Regions from separate parts of the Mus musculus genome. Here region 2 is linked to region 1. A link is a contact called in public Hi-C data. All regions are on one chromosome and are shown on one strand. The core of a region is the stretch at or near the end of the contact, and the rest is flanking DNA. Distances in the headings are between cores, read along the strand shown.

Region 1 (3,806 bases), core at 1,090-3,589:
ATTTCCCATCCAGCCTTGGAGCTAGCTGCCTTGTGACTATACTTTCTTATTGTGTTGGTTTGTTCCCTGTACTGTCACAGCATGCATTTCTCCCCACTCCACCCCTCCGTTAGCACACAGGCTTCAAGCAGACAGAGGTCATTCCTCTCTCCCATAGCCTGGCATCCCCAACATAGCTCTCAACATAGTAGGTATTTCGCCCATCCGTCTTTCTGCCACTTCCCCAAGAATTCTGCCATTTCAGCATTTATTTCTGGCTCATGCCATAAAATGGGATCACCTTTCCCTCTGCAGTGTTGGAAACTCTTCCTCCAGATTTGGTCCCAATTAAAAATAGACATATTCGTTAATTCCTTCCTCCGGCCATTAATGTTCATTGTAACATGAATGGCTACTGTGCATAGGTCAAGAGAACCAAGTGCTTGCATTAATGATTACAGAATACTTGCAAAGGCGATACAGCACAGTAATAATGAATAGGAGTGTACATAGATAATAGATAGGTCAGATAGATATACTATGGTGGACTAATAAGATAGCTTGATGCCAGAAAACACAAGATAAAAGATACTGGAGACCTAATGAAAAGCCATGGATTATGCTTAAATGGGGGAAATGTCTTACAACAGGTCATTTGGACTTAGGTCTTCAAGAAAAGGAGAGTCCAGAGTCTCAAAGAACCAGACCCATGCATATTTCTACTTAGTATCATTTCCTACACTAACCAGTAAAACCTTGGTCCTATCTAGACATGTAGTGAATACCCACTAGATAAATGAATGACAGATGCTGAGAGGGGGAGCAGACCCCATGTGGAGACAGTGGTTCATGCAGGAAGCATGCATGTCATGCTTGGGGAACAGCGGGGGGGATAGCAGGGGACAGAGGGGGACAGTGGGTTTCTTTTTCTGGACAGAAACAAGAAATGATGTGTAAAGTGAGGAGGGGAAAGAAAAAATAACATCAGGGAATGAAAGCAGACATCTCTCTCAGGTTTGGATTTTTCCAGATAATAAGACACACCCTATTGTCTGTCCATTCATCTACTGATATAATTATTTATTAACTGTGCGGTGTGTGCTCAGGCACTGTGCTGAGACCCAAGGATCCAATGGGGACTAAAGCACGGTCTCTGCTTTCAAAGGTCACACAGCCTTTGGCCAGTCGTGAACTAGTAAGTGGCGAGGCATACTTACATCCCTGGCCACCGTTCCCAAGGCAGCAGAAGTTTTAGCTAAAAGGAGCTTTAACATGGACTGTGTCATAATGGCAGAGTCATAATTGCAGATGATCTGAAGGCAGTAAAGAGGATTTAAAACTTAGGGAATAACTTTTTGCCCAGAGGGTTGTCTGGGATTTTAGAATGGCCAATTAAACAGCTGGGGGGGGGGGGGGAGTTTATTTATGACCATGCATGAAAGCAGGTCTGCTGGTCTCCTTAGCTTTGGATCTAAATAATGGACTAGGAGGGAGAGGAAGACATACTAACTTTTGGGGACTTGGGGGTGGCCATATTATCTTTTCCTTAAACATAGAGCCAAGGTTGAAAATAGATTTTATTAGTAACCTGAAGAGTTTATGTTTGGAGACAAACCTCCAAGGGTTTGATGGTATAGGGTCAGCAATGAAAATGCAGACAGAAAAAGGAAGGTAGTGAATGGGGTGGGGGAGGGGTTGCCGTTGATGACAGCTTCCTGAAGAAAATCTTGGTTGATTGGTCTCTGACCTCTTCCAAGTCTAAGACCCCGACCTGATTCAGAGATTCGGACCTCACTTCCCAGGATCTCACTTTCACCTTTTTTTTTTTCTTTCTTTCTCGCCCTTTTTATCCTCTAGGATGATGGTCTCCCAGAAAATGAGCATCAGCTGTCAGTAGCTGGCAAAATCAAGAAGCATTTCAACACAGGCCCCAAGCCGAGCAGCACTGCAGCAGGAGTTTCTGTAATAGCAGTAAGCATCTGAAATATCCACCTCTAACTTTTAAAAGCAGCCCTCCCCCTTGAGACAGGCATCCCCGGGAGATTCCTCCCAGAGACAGCCTAGTGGGTCATTTCTTCAGACAGCAATGGAGGGTGTGTGTGTGAGGGTTGTTTCCCTGGGTGCCTCATTATCCAATACCTCCAGGGTATCTAGCAGCATATATTAATTTCATGATTTATTATTTTAAAGAAAAAAAAACCCTCTCTCCCCAGACTGGACTCTCTTGACTCCCAGGTAAAGCGTCCAGCGTCTTTTTGATAAAACTTGGAAGGACAAGGAAGCTGAGAGGGAGGAAACGTAGCAGAGTCAGGTTGGAGCAATGTAGGCATGTACGCCAAATCTAGAGGAAAGCCAAAACAGAACAGAAAGTAAACACTGATTTTCAGAGAGAGAGAGCGAATCGCAGGAACGCCCAGCGAAGTCACAAGGTTTTGCTCCTTAGAAATTTGTTTAGTTGACAACGTTTATCATTTACCGTTTTATTTGATGAGGGGGCCCTGAAATTTTTTTTTCCTGCTCTACACACGCAGGCATACACTATACGTAATCTGATAGCTTCTCTAACAGAGATTAAATTGGTCTGAGAAACACTAAAACCTCAAACTTCCTGGTGTTAAATTCTAGAGTGCACATATATCAACGTCTCACGTAACTTGAGTTTTAAACAATTTCCTCTTTAGCCAGAGTATGTACGCCTTAGCAGCACACTCAGTGTGAGACCCACTTGGGCTGTTTCTTTCCCTTTTCTCAACAAAGAACTTGAGGCAGAACGATAAGGGGATCCTGGGAGAGATTTCACGCTGCGGACAGCCGTGCTGCTCCGCTCATGCGCAGTGTGCAATTGGTCAATCCTTGATACCGGTGTCTCGGTGTTCTGATTTTCTTCCTGGTTTTGATGAAAGGGACCACTTTGAAGCAGGTCTCCATTAGTAGCTGTCTGGCAGGGGCTTCCTCACTTTGCAAGAGGCACGGAAACGTGCTTGCTCTTGCTGTTGGAATCTCACAGTCCTCCAGGGACCTTTTTCAGTACATTGTGGGTGATGACACATGGGTAAACTGACGGTTATCCATAGAATGTAAACTCTTTGGGATGTTCCTCAGCAACGCTGAGGTTTTACACACTCATGTTGTTCTTTTAGCCTCTCTTTATCTCTTTCCAAAACTCAGTGGGGAAAAATATCAACTGCCCTCCATGTTTTCCAGGATGTCGGCATTCTTTGTCATCAGCTAACATCCATCACGAATTTTTGCAAGCCTCTATCTCTCGGGAAAACACGGCTAAAACAAAGTTCTATTTTCTTAGGTCTGGATATTCCAAAAGATTTAGCCCCAGTGGGCCACCATTTTGGAATGAGTGGTCAACACCAAATGCCCACAAAAAGGAATGTTTCTCTGCTCCCTTTGGAGCTCATGGCTGCTACAGAGAATGTTTTTCCCACCTGGGCCATTTTTTCCCCATAATTTCATTTTAATTGGTCTTTGGTTAAGTTTGCTTTAGCTGTTCAGTAACGGTTTGTTTAAAGCATTCTGAGAGTCCTGTAATGACTATGGATAGAGACTTCTGCGTGATTTTCCAGTTAGCACAGGATACATCTTTGAGGGCAAATCCTATTTTAATTAGACACTGATAAATTCTGAAACCAAATATTTACGAATTTCTTATAACTTCATCAAAACCTCTCAACAGAATATCAGTGGTCATCGACACGTTTTCTAAGCATCAGGACTTTACCATTTTGAATGCAATCGTTTTTCTTTTGTTTTTGTTTGTTTTGCTCCTGGCCCTGTACACACTGCTGACCTAGAACTCACTATGTAGTCCCTGC
Region 2 (3,777 bases), core at 631-3,130, 150 kb after region 1:
CATATTGGTCTCATTGTTTCCCTTTGATATATCTCCATTTTTTATATTTGTCAAACCATGAAATCTATGTGTAGTAAAGAGTCAGGCTGAAAGGAGACTTACACAGAAAAAGATGGGGAGCCAGATGTGTGTTTGAGAGATTAAGTTCGACACTTTGGGAGCAGCTCAGGACACCTACCTCCCGGAGCACAGGGTCTGTGATGCTGTCCAGGTTTACAGAGCCTTCGTAGGTCAAGTAGTGGAAAACATTGAGAGCACGGACTGCCTCTGGCCCTCGCTGTTTGTAGCCAAATATAAGGTCAATCCATTGATGGAGTTGGCAAGAAACAAATTCACTTTCCAGGGCCTGAAATGAATGAAGGAATAATAAGACCATACATTTAGCAAAGGTTCCAAATTACTTTCTCACTGTGAGACATTCAGTATAAACAAAGACATTATGCCTTTACATTGTCTTTGATTTTATATATAATATCTTCAGTCCCCAGAAGTGGCAAAAGACTACCTTTAATAAGACACAGGGCTAAATAAAAGTCTCTTCTTCACAAAAATGCTTTCCATTCTCTTGGCTCCATTATATACACAAAAATGTTCATAGAGGAAGGAATGCCTTCTTCATGCCTGGAATTGGCTCAGCCAATACAGACCCTGGGAAGTACCAGGGGACTGTGGAGGTTTGCTGTTGAGTGGTGTGTGTGTGGCGGGGAAGTATATCTGGGAGTCAACGAACACAGGCTTCTGTGGAGAGCCGGGGGAGACAAAGGCCCTTTGTATTTAGTTCACTGATAGGTACTGAGTTTGGAAATGGGCAAGCTGTGCAAGTGTGTGAGTCACGTTTTTAAACCAGCTATGTGATGTTTTTATTTGTGAGTTAGAAGACTTTACAAGACGAAGAAGGAGAAAGTGGTGTTACTGGTGAAGGAGGAGAAGGAGGAGAAGGAGAAGAAGGAAGAGAAGGATAATGGAAACCCCCAGACAGATGGGCTGGAGTTCATTTCATCCCTGGATAAAATCCATAGTGGGCACTTTGCTGCTGGGGAGTAGCCACTCACGCCCTTCACCTCTGATATGGTCAAAGCAGGCAGGATGCTTTGCACCCATGTGCAAAGGAGGTTCTGTATCCAGCTTCAGAAATTCTCTGTGTACAGCTATACATCATAAAGCGCAGCTGTCAGTAAATGTGTGAATCTGCTCACTCTCTGGTTGTTCGTCCCAGTTACTAAGGGGTTAAATCCACTTTGGCATCCTTTCAATTAACAAACAATAACTTTCAAAGGAATCCTCTCAAAACTGTACTCTCGGCAGTGCCTCTCCACTACCACCCACACCTAATACTTCATTCCCTGCATCCCTTTCCTGATTCGGTCCTTCACTTTTTACTGATATTAAAATAACCATTCAGACCAGAATATGAGAAATGAGACAAAAAATAAAGTGATTGGTTAACTCTTTGCAGGTTATATTTGTTACAGTTTGTGTGATTTAGTAAATTTTAGGAGTCAGTACAATTGTTAGTGATCACTTCAGCACTAGTCCAATGGATGGAAGGATAAAACAGATGACCATTATGCAGGGGGATTATTGAGTGGCCACATTCCAATCTCGCCCCAGGAACCGAGAATAGCTGTGAATTAATACTTAAAGAAAGTTTGTTTTCAACTATGTGGAATCAGTCTTAGAGCTGTCACTGAAAGATTTACCAATTTACTATTATTTTGCTAGTATAAAGCTATTATTGAATGATATGGCTAATGAGATCATGGGGACAGAGAGAATGATGGCTTTCCAGGACTTTTGAGTTTAAAATGTGTTTATTCATCTCAGTACCCTTCTTTCACTTCCTCTCTCACCACATGCAACAAGCGTGAAACAGTGAATGTTCCTTCTGTTCTGAGTATTTGCTCTACAACCGTGGCCTAGGAACACATTTTGTCCCTTGTACGGTTCTAAGATCTGCCTATGGGAGCCTGTGCTCCTCCTCCTCACACTGCACGGGCATGGCCTGGGGCACGGGCATGGCCTGGGGCACGGGCAGCCCTTGGGGCTCTTGGATGTCGGTTACATTTCTTCTGGAGTAGGACCTGAGCCTCACCTCACACTCATGTTGTCTCTTTCCTCCTCCCAGTCACTGCCTGCTGCTCTTCAGAATGACTGTCCTGTCCCCAGTTTTTTCCATTTGTTGTGACTCTATATGCCTCTGCCACCTTGGTGCTACCTCCGTTTCTAATTTTGGCTACTATGACAGATACAAAATAATAACTAGTTATTTTGGTTTGTAGTCCTTTGATTGGTAACAAATTAGATATTTTAAAGACATCTTTGCCTTTTGGGTCTCCCAAAAAATGACCTATTCATACCCTTTGCTCACTTTATTTTTAAATTTTACATGTGTGTGTACATGCACAAAGTTGTTGCTCTATGCCTATGTTTGTGCATATGACCTCTCATGCCAGAAGACCATATTCCACTGCTTGGAACTGGAATTAAAGTGGTTGTGTGCAGCCTCATGTGGGTGCTGGGACCTGAATCTGGATCCTCTGCTAGAGCAGCAGTGCTCTTAGCATCTTCACCATCTCGCCTACCCCACTCACTTTTGCATGGCAGTTTCTGTCTTTATGTTGCGGAATGCAGACTTTGACAGTTTCAGAAGTGATTCCTTGCTGGTTTAATCCGTGCACATGCATACTCTTACAGATGCTGCCTGTTAGGTGTGTCTGCATCCATTTTGCATTTGAGCCCACCAACTCATTTAGTAGTTCATGCCTGGGGGAGGAGTTCTGCTGTTGGAGGTAGCTTTCTGTATCTCTGCCCATCAGACTCATAGGATGGCTGACTCCTCACATATAAGGTTTTAGTTCATCTAGAGTCTACTTTCCTTCACAGTAGACCAGAATCCATTATTATTTTATGTAGCAACTAGAAGTCATTTCCTCAAAAATGTGTGCTGTGAGTTTTGTGTGAAAATATGTATTTGTGGTGATATTCAGACCTGCCATTATTAAATAATATGATCCTCTATGTAGAAAAAGACCAGTTCTGTTCATTTGTGTTCCCTTTCTTTGTTCCCTTACTGTGCATGCCCTCCCTTTCTTCTCTCTCTCCTCTCTCCTTTTTTTTTCTGACAAAATATTTTTATTAATTATTTGGGGATTTCATACAACACATGCAGGTCACACTCCTTTCCCATTCCTCCAAAGTCTACCCTCTCATCCTTGTGCCCTCCACCACTCCCAGAAAACACACCAAGTACAATTTGCATTGCCCCTGTACTCACTGGAGCATGGTCAAATTCCCAGTGGCTATCCTGCTAAAGATAACTGAGTCTTTCTCCACTCAAATCCCTCCTGCCAGAAGCCATTAACTGTGAAGAGCTACATTTCAGCATCTTTGTCACATTTTTTGTCACAGAAGCAATGGCTTTCTGTCTGGAATTATTGGTGGTGAGTATGTGTGTGAGGGGTGGGTGTTGTCATAGAAGCTTTAAATGTCTCTCTTTCTCTGTTAAGAGCCTACAGTCATTTATACCACTGCAAAAGACACATCCTTGCCCATTCCTTGCACAGATCATAGTTTTCCACATGGTTTCTGGTGGCAGCACAGACCACAAACATCTACATGGTTTCTAAAACCACCTTGTCTCTAGTTCTGTCTGTCTGCTGCTCATGCACCACCCACTCCACCATCTTTCCCATCTCTCCATCACACATTGAGTTATTGAAGTGGTGTTGCAAACATGCTTTATTTGCATGTAAAGCTGTTGGGGTCTTACATGCAAAT

What was found. Hi-C and Micro-C count contacts between places; a contact is called where the count stands out from the background.
Region 2: a Hi-C map of bone marrow-derived macrophages shows a contact between it and region 1, with 2.1 times the contacts expected there. The contact joins two enhancer-like sites. A contact is called at or near these places in 1 of 15 datasets of contacts at CTCF or cohesin (the NIH/3T3 cell line), 31 of 484 Hi-C or Micro-C datasets (the C2C12 cell line, the G1E-ER4 cell line, the HPC-5 cell line and 17 more), 4 of 115 datasets of contacts at active chromatin or transcription factors (bone marrow-derived macrophages, differentiating embryonic stem cells and fibro-adipogenic progenitors) and 1 of 9 other capture datasets (embryonic stem cells).

Annotation. Positions count from the first base shown.
Region 1 is chr3:55,515,037-55,518,842 of GRCm38.p6, forward strand. It overlaps Dclk1 (doublecortin-like kinase 1), which reads left to right. Exons shown (of 17, transcript NM_001195538.2): 16 at 1,837-1,950. Among named protein-coding and RNA genes, the nearest start is that of Gm31796, 26 kb to the right of the region's middle. Within about 2 kb of position 2,340, at least 29 of the 459 cell types and tissues checked have an H3K27ac peak or open chromatin away from gene starts, as enhancers often do. A contact at or near this core is called in bone marrow-derived macrophages, where this site is marked.
Region 2 is chr3:55,665,396-55,669,172 of GRCm38.p6, forward strand. It overlaps Nbea (neurobeachin), which reads right to left. Exons shown (of 58, transcript NM_030595.1): 49 at 179-346. Among named protein-coding and RNA genes, the nearest start is that of Gm46804, 40 kb to the right of the region's middle. Within about 2 kb of position 1,881, at least 20 of the 459 cell types and tissues checked have an H3K27ac peak or open chromatin away from gene starts, as enhancers often do. A contact at or near this core is called in bone marrow-derived macrophages, where this site is marked.